Regions from separate parts of the Sus scrofa genome. Here region 1 is linked to region 2. Evidence: chromatin contacts called from public Hi-C data. All regions are on one chromosome and are shown on one strand. The core of a region is the stretch at or near the end of the contact, and the rest is flanking DNA. Distances in the headings are between cores, read along the strand shown. Region 1 has its middle 55 kb from the start of PPP2CA. Region 2 overlaps LOC110259481 (a long non-coding RNA gene).

Region 1 (7,573 bases), core at 2,931-5,430, 210 kb before region 2:
ACATCTGTGACATATACCACAGCTTGTGTCAATGCCAAATCCTTAACCCACTGAGTGAGGCCAGTGATCAAACTTGCATCCTCACAGACATTATGTTGAGTTCTTAACCCACTGAGCCACAACAGGAACTTTCCTCTAGCTCTGTATTATATGAAATGTCCCTGATTGATTGTCTGCTATTTTTAAGACTATCCCTAAAGATACGGATATGTGGACAGGAATTTGGAGGGGCTTACTTGTATTTTTTGTTGTTGTTCTTACTCTGGTTATTGTAATGATCATTTACTCTGTGAATTATTTGCCAATAATATGAAAGATTGAAATATGAAATTTGCCAGTGGAACTTCAGCAATGGACATAGTTGGGTAGGAGGGATAATTTATTGGCTGATAATACTTGTCAAAATGCTAGTGTGCTTGAGTTATATTTCTGGTCTGGCAAGTGTGTTTGGGTTGTATTTCTGGTCTATTTTCATTTTCCAAATGGCTCTAACTTGTAAATATATGTTACAAAGCAAATAGTTGAGGTAATGAGTTGCTTCCATCAAAACTGGAAATTTTCCATGGTGGTTAGAACATGATGATTGGGATGGAGCTCAGAGAATCTTTTAAAGAAGATACAGTCCTGATTTTGGTGCTTAAATTATTTCTATTCCATTCCTGCATCCCTTTTATCAACTGTGCCCACAGAGTTGGATTTCCTAGGCCTGAGTGATAATAGTATAAATGTAGTTTCAGTGCCTACTAAGGCCACAAATGTGGTAGAACTACTGCTGCAGAGGCAGAATTTTCATCAAATTCAAGGTTAAGGAAGTCATGCCTTTTAAACACATAGTTCTCTAAATAGGAGCAAACTATATACTAGGATATAGGAATGCCAAGAAGAGGACAAGTTAGCTAAAACAGAATCATACAGCTGCCCAAAGTATAAATTAAAGGACACTAAATGAAAGTTAGGCCAGGTTACAAAAACTAGCAGAACTGCATAGGGAAACAGTCAAGAAATCTTAGGTGGATGTGGGAGCCATAAACTATAAGATATGAGAAAATATTCTTTTCATTTTAATAAAAGACAAAAGGATATAAACAAATAAAATATCCTACTATCTTACTAACCAATGGGGGTAGAGAAAGCTGATTATGATGACTCTGTAAAGGCAGAGAATTATAATCATTTTTTTTCTTTTCTGAAAAAGTAATCCTGAGGTCAGATAATTAGAATTATGCACTTAGGATGGATGGGATGGAAGCCAAACTAAAAAAGAGTACAAAACAGGAGTTCCTGTTGTTGCGCAGCGGAAACGAATCTGACTAGGAGCCATGAGGTTGCGGGTTTGATCCCTGCTCAGTGGGTTAAGGATCCAGTGTTGCCATGAGCTGTGGTGTAGGTTGAAGACACGGCTCAGATCTGTCTTTGCTGTGGCTGTGGTGTAGGCCAGCAGCTACAGCTCCGATTGGACCCCTAGCCTGGGAATGTCCATATGTCGCAGGTGCGGCCCTAAAAAGACAAAAGACAAAAAAAAAAAAAAAAAAAGTACAAAACAATAAGAGTTCTTAAAGCTGTGATCTATTCATGCTTATTTAATATATTGTCATTTATCTTAGGATTGCTAAGAAGAGTTATAATTGATGAGTTATCAGTTGTTATTTAGGAAACCTCTCAGAGAGCAGACAAAGGTAGCACCCTTCTTTAAAATGTCATTGGCCAAAGAACAGATTTATTCACTTTAATTCTGAAACTTGAAGACCTGGAAACAATCACCAGATGGAGTTCCCATTGTGTCTCAGTGAGCTATGAACCTGACTAGTATCCATGAGGATGCAGGTTGAATCCCTGGCCTCTCTCAGTGGGTTAAGGATCCAGCATTGCCCTGAGCTGTGGTGTAGGTCACAGACATGGCTTGGTTCCTGCGTTGCTGTGGCTGTGGCATAGGCCAGCGGCTGCAGCTCCGATTCAACCCCTAGCCTGGGAACCTCCATATGCTGCAAGTGTGTAAGAGTCACCAGACAGTTGATGTATAGCCATCTGGAGAAAGAGTAGATAATAATCACTGTGAATTTATCTTATCTGGTTAGCTTCTCTTAATGATAGCTCAGTGAGTCCTGTAAACAAAGGGAAGGCAAGAAATAAAATGGTTTTGTGGTTCAAGTGATCAAGCATTTAGGCTCTGTTCTTAGACCATTTTTCTTTCTACATTTCCTTGGTGAGCTCATCCAGATACATGGCCTTAAATATCATTTATAGACTGATGACTCTCAATTCTCTCTCTCTAGCCTGGACTTGACTGCTTAATTCCAGACTCAGATTTCCAGTTGTCTATTCAACGTTCCCCTAAAACATATAATAGATATTTCAAGCTTGATACCGTAGCCAAAATTAAGATCCTGATCTCTTCCCCATTCTCTCCTCATCCTCCTTGTTTCCCTGTCGTAGTTAAGGACACCTCCATTTCTTCCAGTGTCTCAGGAGAGATACATTGGGGTCTTCTTTCTCTCTGCATCTCTAACCTGTGTCCTTTCAGCGCTACCTTCAAGGTATGTCCAGGACTTGACTACTTTTTTTTTTTTTTTTTTTGTCTTTTTGCCATTTTTCTTTGGCTGCTCCCATGGCATATGGAGGTTCCCAGGCTAGGAGTCTAATCGGAGCTGTAGCCACCAGCCTACGCCAGAGCCACAGCCACCTGGGGTCTGAGCCGCCTCTGCGACCTACACCACAGCTCACAGCAACACCGGATCCTTAACCCAATGAGCAAGGCCAGGGATCAAACCCGCAACCTTGTGGTTCCTAGTTGGATTCATTAACCACTGAGCCACCACGGAAACTCCAGGATTTGACTACTTTTTACCCCTCTACTGCTATTTATGACATTTCTTGCCTGAACTTTGTAGTCCTCCTGTAGTAGTTGATCTTCCTGCTTTCACCCTTGTTCAACTTTCAGTTTCTCTCTCTCTCTCTCTCTTTTTTTTTTTTTTTTTTGGCTGTGTCCATGGTATGTGGAAGTTCTTGGGTCAGGGATCCAACCCATGACACAGCAGTGACCTGAGCCACCAAGCCATAGTAGTGACAATGCTGGATCCTTTTTACTGCTAAGCCACCAGGGAACTCCCAACCTTCAGTTTGTTATTAACTCGCTGCCTGGATATTCTTAATAAAACGTAAAGCAGATGATGTCATTGCTCTGCTCACAACCTCCAGTGCTTCTCACTTCACGCAGAGTAAAGGTCACAGACGTTACGGTAACCTCATGGCCCTACACAGTGTGCCCCGTCCTCTCTCTGACCCTATTTGCTACTTCTCTCCCTTTTGCTCTTTTTTTTTTTTTTCCCCAGGCCCACTGGCCTTCTTCCTGTTCCTGCTTCCGAATCTTTGTTTTTGCTGTTTTCCTCTGCTGAGAAATATCTTTCTTTAGGTGACTGCATGATTCCCTCCTTTACCTGCTTCCTGTTGTTCAGGACAGCCTCCTTACTGGTTTTTACTCTTACATGAAGCTTTCTCTACCACATTACTTAAAATGACAACTTCCCCCACTTCCATTCCCCTTCCCTGTTTTACTTCTTCATATAGCACTTCTCTCTCGGAAAAGCTCTATAGTTTACGAACTTGTATTAATGGTCTCCCTTCAATAAAGTATGAACTACATGAGGGCAGAGAATTTAGTGCTTTGGTGGTTGCTATATTTCACCACCAAAGAATAGTGCCTAGCATCTACTGACACTCAGTAACATTTGCCTTGTGAAGGAAAGAGTGAATTTATTGTCTCCTATGTAGTAATCACTTGGAAAAAAACCGAAGAATATAACTTGGGATAATTTTATTGATGTGGTAGAATGTGGTCTCTGTATGGTGATCCTATTTATTGTTAAGTAGCTGCACAAGGAATGAGTTCAGTCATTCAGCGTGAAATTTAAAGGTGAAGGAGATCAGGTGAGCTTATAGTTTGTTAGCATTTTAATGGAGGGATTGAAATTTAGTTACATTTAGAGATAAAAGTGAAGGATGCTTTTTAGAAACAGCAGAGGACTCTCAGATAAGTTAGAAAAATTGTTTCTCAGAATTTAGAAAGAGACAGAGAAATTCAGATAAGGTAAGTGAAAGAGTAAAAACAAAATAATGCTCTGCTGAGTTACAGGATATGAGTCAGAATTTTAGATTATCCACCTAAAGTTACCACAGTTCTGTTTTGTTTTTTTTGTTTATTTTTGTTTTGTTGCTGTTGTCAGGAGACCAGACAAGTCCTAAATTAGTACACTTAGTACTTATCAGAAAGTGAGAAATTGTGTAAGTACTACTTCAGTGACGTGTAGATTTCTCAGTTAACTCTCTTGGCGTAGAATAAGTGAAATGATTTCTTTGCTTAATTGGATGGTATTGAGAGAAGAAATGTATAACTCAGAGAGGAACTAAAAAGAAGTTTGCCTCAGATTGACTTTCAAACTAACTTTGGGTTAAGGTGCTTGCTGTTCACAGTTAGCTTTTCATTTAATAGATAGTGGTATAGAAATTGCAGGTATCTGGCGGCTATTATTTAGTCTATATGCCCCCTCACCAAAGATGATTCTGAAGTTCTCTTTGAAGTCGGGTAGTCCCAACATCCTCCAGTCCTAACATCCTCCCTCCAGAGGGAGCTCAGGGTCCAGCATTTTTAGGACCTGGAGCCAGTGTCTGCCCTGGTCTAACAGGACAAGCCATTCAGTTCCCTGTTGGCCTGAACTGGTATATGAAGATGGGGTCCCATTATGGTAATGCTTTTTGCTCTACATCAGTGTTCTTTACTTCCTGAAACAAGAAGTGTGATAAAATACATGCTGCGACTTGGGTTTCCGCAGATGAATGGCTCCACAGTCTTAGGACATTTCAGACCAAGCCCTAGATTGTTTATATACCTTTCAGCAGCAACTCTTGGACATCTCTGAGTAATTTCTTTGTAGTGACTAGTTATTACATTGAACAGTATTATTACATGGTTTAAAGCATCTGATGCCTCATGAAAAACCTGAAACACAAAATTTATTATGGAATAATCTGCCATCAATAGTCTTCTTTGGATTGCTGTTTGATAGATTTGAGTTTGGAAAATTGGTTTCATCAATTACTATCCTTAAAACAGAATACATAGTTGTATTAGAATATTTGTGGAAACTATGCCTATAAACTCCTGGGGCTTTTTTATTTTTAAAAATATTTGTTGAGGGAGTTCCCATCATGGCTCAGTGGAAACGAATCTGACTAGTATCCTTGAGGATGCAGATTGGATCCCTGGCCTCGCTTAGTGGATTTAGGATCTGGTGTTGCCTTGAGCTGTGGTGTAGGTCACAGACTCGGCTCCGATCTGGCGTTGCTATGGCTGTGGTGTAGGCTGGCAACTACAGCTCCGATTAGACCTCTAGCCTGGGAACCTCCATATGCTGTGGGTGTGGCCCTAAAAAGATAAAAAAAATTTTTTTTTTTTTTGTTGAATGAACATTTAGTTTTTATTAAAAGCTATATAATGTAATAGAGTCAGGTTATTATCAGATGGCTGAAATTAGAATCATGGCTTTTATCACTTCTTCGCTGTGGAGTATGTGTGTGGTACTTATTTGCCTCAGTTTTCCCATTTGGAAGTGGAGATAAGAATACCTTATCTCTTAGAGATATTGTGAGGACTTTTTTTTTTTTTTCTGTCTTTTGTCTTTTTAGGGCTGCACCCACGGCATATGGAGGTTCCCAGGCAAGGGGTTGAATCGGAGCTGTAGCCGCCAGCCTGCACCACAGGAACAGCAACACCAGATCCGAGCCATGTCTGCGGCTTACACCACAGCTCACGGCAACACCAGATCCTTAACCCACTGAGCGAGGCCAGGGATCAAACCCACAACCTCATGGTTTGTGAGAACTTACTGAGATAAGGTTTAATACACATAGGGCATAGTGAGTTCGTGCTGATGAAATTCATCTCCTTCAAAGATGCAGAATTATGGTCTTTGATCTTAGTTCTTTTGTCCAAGTTGTCTGATTTGATCCTGACTTCATTTCCTAGGTCTACAGTGCCCTTTACTCTTATTATACACTGCCTGTGGAATTCGGAGAACATCTGTGCTTTGGTCTCCTTTTGTTCAGATATGAAGTCGGCATGGACAACAAATACATTTCATGTCTGCTCTGTGCTTATAAAATGTTACATACATTAAATTAAGAATAAATGTGACACTTAGAATTTTTTAAAAAAGATCTCTATAACATATCTCTTTTTAAAGTTAGGAAGAAAATCAACCTCTGCAGACTCCGTAGCATTTTTTAGAGTTGGCCATGTCAAAGGATGGCACAACAAGATACCAGATACAAGATATGAGAATTGTAGTTCTTTTCCGTCCTGGGGAAAACAAGTCCAGACCAGCATCTCCCAACTTTCATCTTTTGAGGCTCCTTTGGATTTTCTCAGAGTCTTTGTGCATTAGTGGGGCAGGTAAGGTGATATTACAAACATAGCTGTTGATAGGGTGCTGAGAGGATGAGTTACTGGTTAACACAGGGAGATACAACTTTTATGGAGCCTGAAGATTTTAAATTTGAGGACCCTTTTTGGGGAAAAAGACTACAAAATTGCAGTTTCAAAATTGCTAGGGCTGTACTCATGGCCTTGGAAGGAGCCTGTGCAGGGGGGGGAACTACACTGGGAACTACTACTGATGGGATTGGTTCTCTGTGGCTACCAAAACTCATGTGGAGAAGTGAGTTATGGCAGAGACAGTGGCAGCTGAATTGGCAATTAACCAGGCCAAGTTTTGAAATCTATTGAGTAGATATTCATGTGATGATGGGGAGTCCTGGCTCTGATCCTTTGGCCAAGCGGAAGGGGTTACAACTGGTAGCTCAGTGAGTTTCTCTGTGTGGCACTTACTTCCTTTCGTTTGGAAGAAGGAACATTGAATATAGACACAGTGATAGGAAGCACCCTGATGCATTTAACACCTTGGGGAATAAAGTTATCTATGAAATATTGAGGCTGGCTTTGTTCTCACCACCATAATAAAACTTTGCCTTTCACGGACACCAGTTATCTCCTAATTGTCACATTCAGTGGGATTTTTTATGTTCTCATTTTACTGATTTTTCAGTCTCATTTGACACCATGAATCATCTTTTCCTTCTGGAAACACTCTCATCTTTTTTGTTGTGTCATTGTTTTCTTCTCACCTCCAAGCACTTTTTTGCTCTACTGATAATTTTATCTTCCCACCTGTTTCTCTGTCAGCATTTCTCAAGTTTAGTTCTTAAGCCTGTCACTCTTCCTGGCCTCCTCGAGGGGAATGTGTTGCTCTTATAGCTTGACCATCACCCCTGAGGGTATTTGAGATATTACAAGATCTGTGATTCTGATACTGATATTTATATGGAGCCCTATGTTTGATAGTATTTCTGCTTTATCATTTTGCTCTTTCTTCAAACTTACCATATTAAAATAGATTAATTTCTCCCTAAACCATCTTTCCCTTCGCTCCTTGATTTTCTTGCTTCTAAAAGTGGTACCATGGTTTACCCCGGCTTAAAACTTGGCACCAACTTGATTGCTTTTTTTTCAAAATATCTGATA
Region 2 (7,014 bases), core at 4,496-6,995:
ACTGATTTATGCAAAAAATATGCGATTTATGAAATTTTAAAATGAGCCTGGTGGCCCCTCCTCACCTTTCACTGCCTGTGTCCTCCGTCTCCATCCCTTGTCTTTGAGCCCAGAGGTAAACCCTATCCTGAATATTACATTGAGAGGTTCTTTGCTTTTTAAAAGGGGGTTTGATCCATCATCCAATTTTCTGTACTTTTCCATGTGTTTTAAATGCTTCAAAATTAAAGCATCCACGATCTCCAAAAAGACAAATGATTCTAGCAAAGAAATGTTTGGAAAGTGTACTTTGACCGGAAAGCGCTTTGATTTCCTTACCTGGGTCCACCTCACCATTCATGCAACAGTATTTCCTGAGCGAGGGCCTCCCCGGGGCCAGCTGGCCGCTGGGTGGGTGGTTGAGCACCTTCAGCCATCATGTGTGTGAAGTGTGTCAGCTTGGTGGCTGGAGCACGGTGGCCCCTCCATATATGAGGACTGGAGTTCTTGTCGTGGCTCAGTGGAAACGAATCTGAATCTGACTACTATCCATAAGGACACAGGTTTGACCCTTGGCCTCACTCCGTAGGTTAAGGATCCAGCATTGCCAGGTTCGATCCCTGGCCTTGCTCAGTGGGTCAAGGATCCGGTGTTGCCGTGAGCTGTGGTGTAGGTCGCAAACCCCGCTTGGATCCCCTGTGATTGTGGCTTTGGCGTAGGCTGGCAGCTATAGCTCCAATGCACCCTCTAGCCTGGGAACCTCCATATGCCGTGGGCGTGGCCCTGAAAAGGCAAAGAAAGAACTATGTATGATGCATATAGGGACCATTCATTCCTGTTACCGGTTCTTCAGAAATGGCACAACTGCCAGGTGTCTGGCTGCCAAGGTCAAGGTCTGCTGCCCTTGCCCTCACTGTGCTCCCCATGCCTGCTCCTTAGTATTCAGCCTGTTCCTTGCAGTTTGGGAGGCCAGTAGCCCAGCCTGTAAACCAGTCTTTACCAGCAGATCCCTTCATGGAGCAGCTTGAGCGCTGGGGGGTATGCAAGTTGCAGGGGGGCTGGTAGATTTCAGAATCCGGAGCCTGAAGGATGGAGCCCCGGGGGATGGGGCAGGGTGGGATTTCTCCGGCAGGAGACACACAGTCTCCCTGGGCCTCTGCCCAGGCCTGGCTTGGGCCCTCATTCCTTGTTGCCTGTGCCTCTCTGCGTCACCTTCAAACCACACAATCAAGCACTTATAACAAAGGAAAATAGCAAAAGAAAACAAACGAGTCACTAAACTTGGGTAGCATTTATGTTTGCTGTTGCTAAGACTCTGTTCTTGAGATAGAGGCCCTGCGTGGGGGGCAGGGTTGGGGTGGGGGGGGCATTGGGGTGTGTCTGGCTTCATTATTCTAGAACAGAAGAATCACCCAATTCTCTGGAAACTCTGGAAGCCCTTGTGTGCTCAAATGGCTTGGGGATAAGCTGATGTCCTGGAGACCTGAGCTGCGGGCTTCCAGTGGTGACAGGGAGCCCGGCTGCTCCGGTGCTGCATGTGGGGTGTGTCTTGGAGGGCAGGGGGGCCCCTCCCAGGGTCCAGCACCCACTGCACGTGGCAGGCGCCCTGGCTCTGGACGCTCCTGTAGCTTCAGTTGGAAGATGCAGGCTTTGAAACTCAGCTAGGCTCTGATGCCAGCCAGTTTCTCCTGGTCTGGAGCCCAGGAAGACCTGGGTCCAAGCACGTCCAAGCTTTCCACCTGGGTTGGCATCCCTGAGACCAAGCCCTGGCCGTGTGGCCTGGGAGCCTGCAAGCCTCATGTTGGCTGGTGGGCAGGGAGCTGTGCCCAGTCTGCGGCTCCTGTCAAGGTCTTTCTTTCCCCGTTGCCCCGAGCGTCGTAGCTCCGTAGCTTCCCGCCAACGCTGCCATCTCACAGGCTGGCCAAGCCTGCTTGGAAGGGAGCCTCGCATTGTGTGAGTCACGGCCCGTCTCGGACCAGAGACCATGGGCAGCGCTGAGTCATTGGGCTTGTCTGTTCGCTGGGAGGGCCGGCCTTGCAGTCCTGGGGGGGATGGTGAAGCCCACCCTTGACTGCTGGGGGGACAGACCGCAGCTCAGGGGAAGGGCAGTGGGGGACCGGAGCCTGTCCCCTGGGGCCACAGCCCCCGGAAGAGAAGTTTCTCCCCCCAGTTTCTTTTATTTTTTTTTTTCATGTTTTAAAATGTTATGGCAGGATAGTTGATTTACAATCTTGGGATAATTTTTGCTGTACCACGAAGTGACTCAGTTGTACGTGGACACACACCCATTCTTTTTCACATTCTTTGCCCGTTTTTTTTTTTTTTCTTTTGTCTTCTTAGGGCCGCACCCGCAGCATACAGAAGTTCTTAGCCTAGGGAACGGGAACTTGTCTGCATTCTTTAGAGAGGCCTATGGAGCCCAGGTTGGTGAGGCTGTGTTAGGCGCCTCTGCCTGCTCAGGCCCCTCGGTCCCTGGGGCTCTGCCCCCATCTGCTTTGACTTCTTGTGATTGAGGCTGGTGCAGAGGGCGGCCCGCCCAAGGTCTCTCAGGATGTTTTAAGAGCCAGTCACTTAAAAGTGGCCGCCCTGGAGTTCCCATGGTGGCTCAGCAGAAACAAATCTGACTGGCATCCATGAGGACGCAGGTTCGATCCCTGGCCTCACTCAGTGGGTTGAGGACCCAGCATTGCCATGAGCTGTGGTATAGGCAGCAGGTGAGGCTCGGATTTGGTGTTGCTGTGGCATAGTCTGGTGGCTACAGCTCCGATTCGACCCCTAGCCTGGGAACCTCCACATGCCACAGATGCAGCCCTAAAAATATAAAAATAAATAAATAATAAATAAATAGGAGTTCCCGTCGTGGCGCAGTGGTTAACGAATCCGACTAGGAACCATGAGGTTGCGGGTTCGGTCCCTGCCCTTGCTCAGTGGGTTAACGATCCGGCATTGCCGTGAGCTGTGGTGTAGGTTGCAGACGTGGCTCGGATCCTGCGTTGCTGTGGCTCTGGCATAGGCCGGTGGCTACAGCTCCGATTGGACCCCTAGCCTGGGAACATCCATATGCCGCGGGCGCGGCCCAAGAAACAGCAACAACAACAACAAAAAGACAAAAGACAAAAAAAAAATAAATAAATAATAAATAAATAAAAGTGGCTGCCCTGGAGTTCCCATTGTGGCTCAGCAGTAACAAACCCAACGAGTATCCATGAGGACTCGGGTTCGATCCCTGGCCTTGCTCAGTGGGTTGGGGATCTGGTGTTGCCATGAGCTGGGGTGTAGGTCGCAGACATGGCTTGGATCCCGCTGTGGCTGTGGCGTAGGCCAGGCAGCTGTAACTCCAATTCGACCCCTAGCCCGGGAACTTCCATATGCTGCTGGTGCGGCCCAAAAAAAAAAAAAAAAAAAAAAAAAAGGATGAGGTAGATCTGTATGTACCAACTGATATGGAAGAATGTTTTGCTATGTCATAAAGTGAAAACAGGGAGTTCTCTGGCAGTCTTGAGGTTAAGGATCTGGCATTGTCACTGTTATGGAGCAGGTTTATTCCCTGGTCCAGGAATTTCTGCATGCCACAGGTGTGGCCAAAAAAAAAAAGAGAGAAAAAATGTCTTCATGGAGTTGCCTTGTGGCTCAGCAGGTTAAGGATCGGGCGTTGTCCCTGCAATGGCTCAGGTCACTGCTGTGGTAGGGTTCGAACCCTGGCCTGGAGCTTTCATATGCCACGGGCACAGCCAAAAAGACAAAAGGAAAAAGAAAGTGAAAACAAGTCACAGTCCTATGTGTTTAATCTGATTAAACAAGCAAAGTCAAGTGTGTGTGTGCGTGTAGGCACACACCCAAATACACGTAGGAAAAGGTCTGGCAGGATGTCATTAGCGGTTTTCTCTGGGAGGGACCAGTACTTGAAATAATGGGAGACTTTTACTTTTTAATCTATGTATTCCTATATTGTGTAACATTTTTACAAGTGTGTATGTACTTTTTTTTTTTTTTTTTTGGTATTTTTGCCTTTTCTAGGGCCACTCCCAAGGCATATGGAGGTTCGCAGGCTAGGAGTCTAATCGGAGCTGTAGCTGCCGGCCTGCACCAGAGCCACAGCCACACCAGATCCGAGCCACGTCTGCAACCTATACCACAGCTCACGGCCATGCCAGATCCTTAACCCACTGAGCAAGGCCAGGGATTGAACCTACAACCTCGTGGTTCCTAGTTGGATTCGTTAACCACTGAGCCACAACAGGAATGCCTGTATGTAAAGTAAAAAGAAGAAACGATGCAAAACAACAGGCGATTGCCTTTATGCATCACAAGGACCAAAGAAGTATGTGTATAAAGGAAACGAGGAGGTGTTGCAGGGTCTCTCCTGCCTCCCTGAGGTCAAATCGCCCAGCAGGTGCCACAGCTGGGTCTAATTCCCATCCCTACACCACTCCCCAGGTCTAGGCTCCAACCCTCCCAGGCATGTGCTGCCCCTGGCCTGTCTCCTTTGTGGCTCTTGACACCGGTTATCGCTCCCCACCCCCCCAGCTCTGCCCCACGCAGTTGCACCAGACGGGATCCTGCCTCTTTTTGCTCCTCACTCACAAGCACAGAGGAGGACCTAATAGCTGTTTGGTCAGCAACAGGGCAATGAATAATGAAGGACCCATCAGAGGGACGCCGGGGGAAGGGACCTCTGAGGTCCCCCAGTCCACTTTCCTACCAAGGCCTCTAGTGATGCAGCAGCTACTCCCAACCAAGGCAGCTCACCTGCCCACTCCTGTGCAGAGTAAGTGGCTTCCTTGGGTTCATCCCGAGCAGGGCCATGGGCTGAGGCCTTTCCTGGGTCTGGGGTCAGTTCAGCGGTAATTGAGGAGTTTGGGGGCAATGAAACCCCTCCATTTCTCCAGGCCGGAGAGATCACCCCTGCTCAGATTTGCCTCATCCAGTTCCAGCAGGTCAGCCTCACCCTAACCACCACGTTGGCAGCATCAATTAAGCATTAAAAACAAACTAATTAGTACTTCGGGGGAGCTTCATTCAGAAAATGACTGCACCGAGGAGGTGTCTCATTGAGAGCGGACTTAATTAAAAGACACTTGGTAAATTCCTGTAACAGACGAAGACAGCGCTTTCCAGAAAATGCCGTAATGGGAAGGGTTTACTACATGCATCAAATGGCTATTAAATCTTTAATATCATAATTCCTTAAGAATGCCATTGTTGGTGACAAACAGCAGTCTTTGCAACAAAGGAGCCAATTGTTCCTCCCTCTTAGTTTTGCAAACTGCAGGAAGTCATAACTTCTCTGCTGGACTCTGTTCTGCATATTTTTAATGCCCATGAGTAAATGCCAATGCAGGGTGGAATCCCCCATCAAGATAAAAAGGGAAAGAAGCACTGTTCCTGCCTGGTTGACGTGTGGTTTAGGAAGAACGCATCTTTCCCAGGTGAGGCAGCAGGGGTCAGGTGAAAATCCGCTACAGCAGGTGGGCTGTGATCTGGCAGTGGCACAGAGATGCTGGCTGCGTTGCCCAAGTTGTCCAGCAAACTGGAGGTTGGAAGGAAGAACCTGCCCATCTGTGCAGGAAGGCCTAGCCCCCTTCCTGCCCTGGAATGTGGCCTCAGGCAGGTGGCATGGAGCGCACAACCTCCACGCCACCCTCACTCAGAGGGCTTCTTCCAGCCCCACTTTGCCACGCACTGAGCTTCTTCCTACAGGATGGGCACCAGGCCTTCTCCCGGAGCACTGGGCCCTGGCCAGGCTCAGGGGAAGGGCATAGGGAGTGGTGGAGGGCTGGGCAATGGCCAGTAGAGCCATGGGAAATTGACAAAAGGCAGAACCTCCCAGGCTTGTGGGGGGGGGGCGTGATGGTGAGGGGGATGGCGAATAGAGTAGGGGCCGGCTTAGAATAAACTGAAATTCACCTCTCTACTGACTGCCTGGGGGGCGAGGCAAGGACTCTGCTTCTGTTTCCCCACCTGCCAAAGCGGTGGAAAGGTCATGAAAGCCTCGGTTTGGAGTCGTCGGCATGATCTGAGTTTGCCTCCTGCTTGGTTAAGTATTTTGCATTTGGGGTTTGGAGCCTGTTCCTTAACTTGCAACACAGGGCAGCGTGGCCCTGGGCCCACGGGTCAGAGTTCCCGAGTCAGCACATCACCCTGCCGGCGCCGGCGCTCAATATGCTGTGTTGCGTTTCCTACTCTCTGCTGCAGGCGGAGGAAAGGGAGACGGTACAGCTGGCATCACACCCAGCTGGTGCGCACCGGGCACCGGCCGACTGACTCAACAAGGCTCTGACAAAGAATCAAGCCCTCAAAAGGGAGCTGAGAGGGCACGGCAACTTGCGGGGATCTGAGCCCACACCAGAGTGCACATGGCTCTGAAACAGCCCTTGCGGTGGAAGAAGGCTGGTTCTGGGTGGCCCTGACCTGGACAAGCACCCTCGTGCTTCCCTCCCACCCCGCGCAGTGGGCACGGCAAGGGCTGCTCGTAGACTCTGACACCGGGCTCCACTTCAGAGCACAGAGCTCTATGGGACCGTGGGAATCGGGGAGCCCCCGCCGCCCCGCATCAGCTAGATGGGGGAGCCTCAGGCCCAGACAGGGTATTTCAGGTTCCCCTCCAGAGAGCCCTGGTCGAGTCGGAGCCAGGGCCCGGCCTCCTGGCTCCTGTCCCGGACTCCGACACCTCACTGGGGCAGTCCGGGCAGCTGCCAGCCCTTTTGGCACCTTGGACAAAATCGGACGAAGGTGCTCGGTCCTCCCAGCTCGCGGGGGGCGGGGGGGGGAGGCGGTGCCGGCTGGATGGCCGCCTCCCTGGCTCCTCTGAGCGAGCCCTCCTGCAGCGCACAGCCCACGCACTGCACGCGTGGGCAGCCAGAATCCTGCAGGCGTCCTGCGCGGGGGATGGAGAGACGGGCGCGGCTTCCCGGAGCGTCCAGCCGCCACCTCCCCACTTGATTCCTCCGCTGCGGGGGTGGGAGGTCTTTATCCAGCTGGGTCCCACCCCCTTCCCCGCACCGACTCCCCGCCCCCTTGCCCAAAGTCCCTTCT

The links. Hi-C and Micro-C count contacts between places; a contact is called where the count stands out from the background.
Region 1: a contact with region 2 is called in a Hi-C map of omental adipose tissue, with 2.0 times the contacts expected there. The contact joins two enhancer-like sites. A contact is called at or near these places in 9 of 47 Hi-C or Micro-C datasets (alveolar macrophages, embryonic fibroblasts, fetal skeletal muscle and 6 more).

Annotation. Positions count from the first base shown.
Region 1 is chr2:136,573,503-136,581,075 of Sscrofa11.1, reverse strand. No RefSeq gene overlaps it. Among named protein-coding and RNA genes, the nearest start is that of PPP2CA, 55 kb to the right of the region's middle. Within about 2 kb of position 4,180, at least 3 of the 83 cell types and tissues checked have an H3K27ac peak or open chromatin away from gene starts, as enhancers often do. A contact at or near this core is called in omental adipose tissue, where this site is marked.
Region 2 is chr2:136,368,727-136,375,740 of Sscrofa11.1, reverse strand. All of the region lies in intron 3 of LOC110259481 (a long non-coding RNA gene), which reads left to right. Among named protein-coding and RNA genes, the nearest start is that of TCF7, 51 kb to the left of the region's middle. Within about 2 kb of position 5,745, at least 9 of the 83 cell types and tissues checked have an H3K27ac peak or open chromatin away from gene starts, as enhancers often do. A contact at or near this core is called in omental adipose tissue, where this site is marked.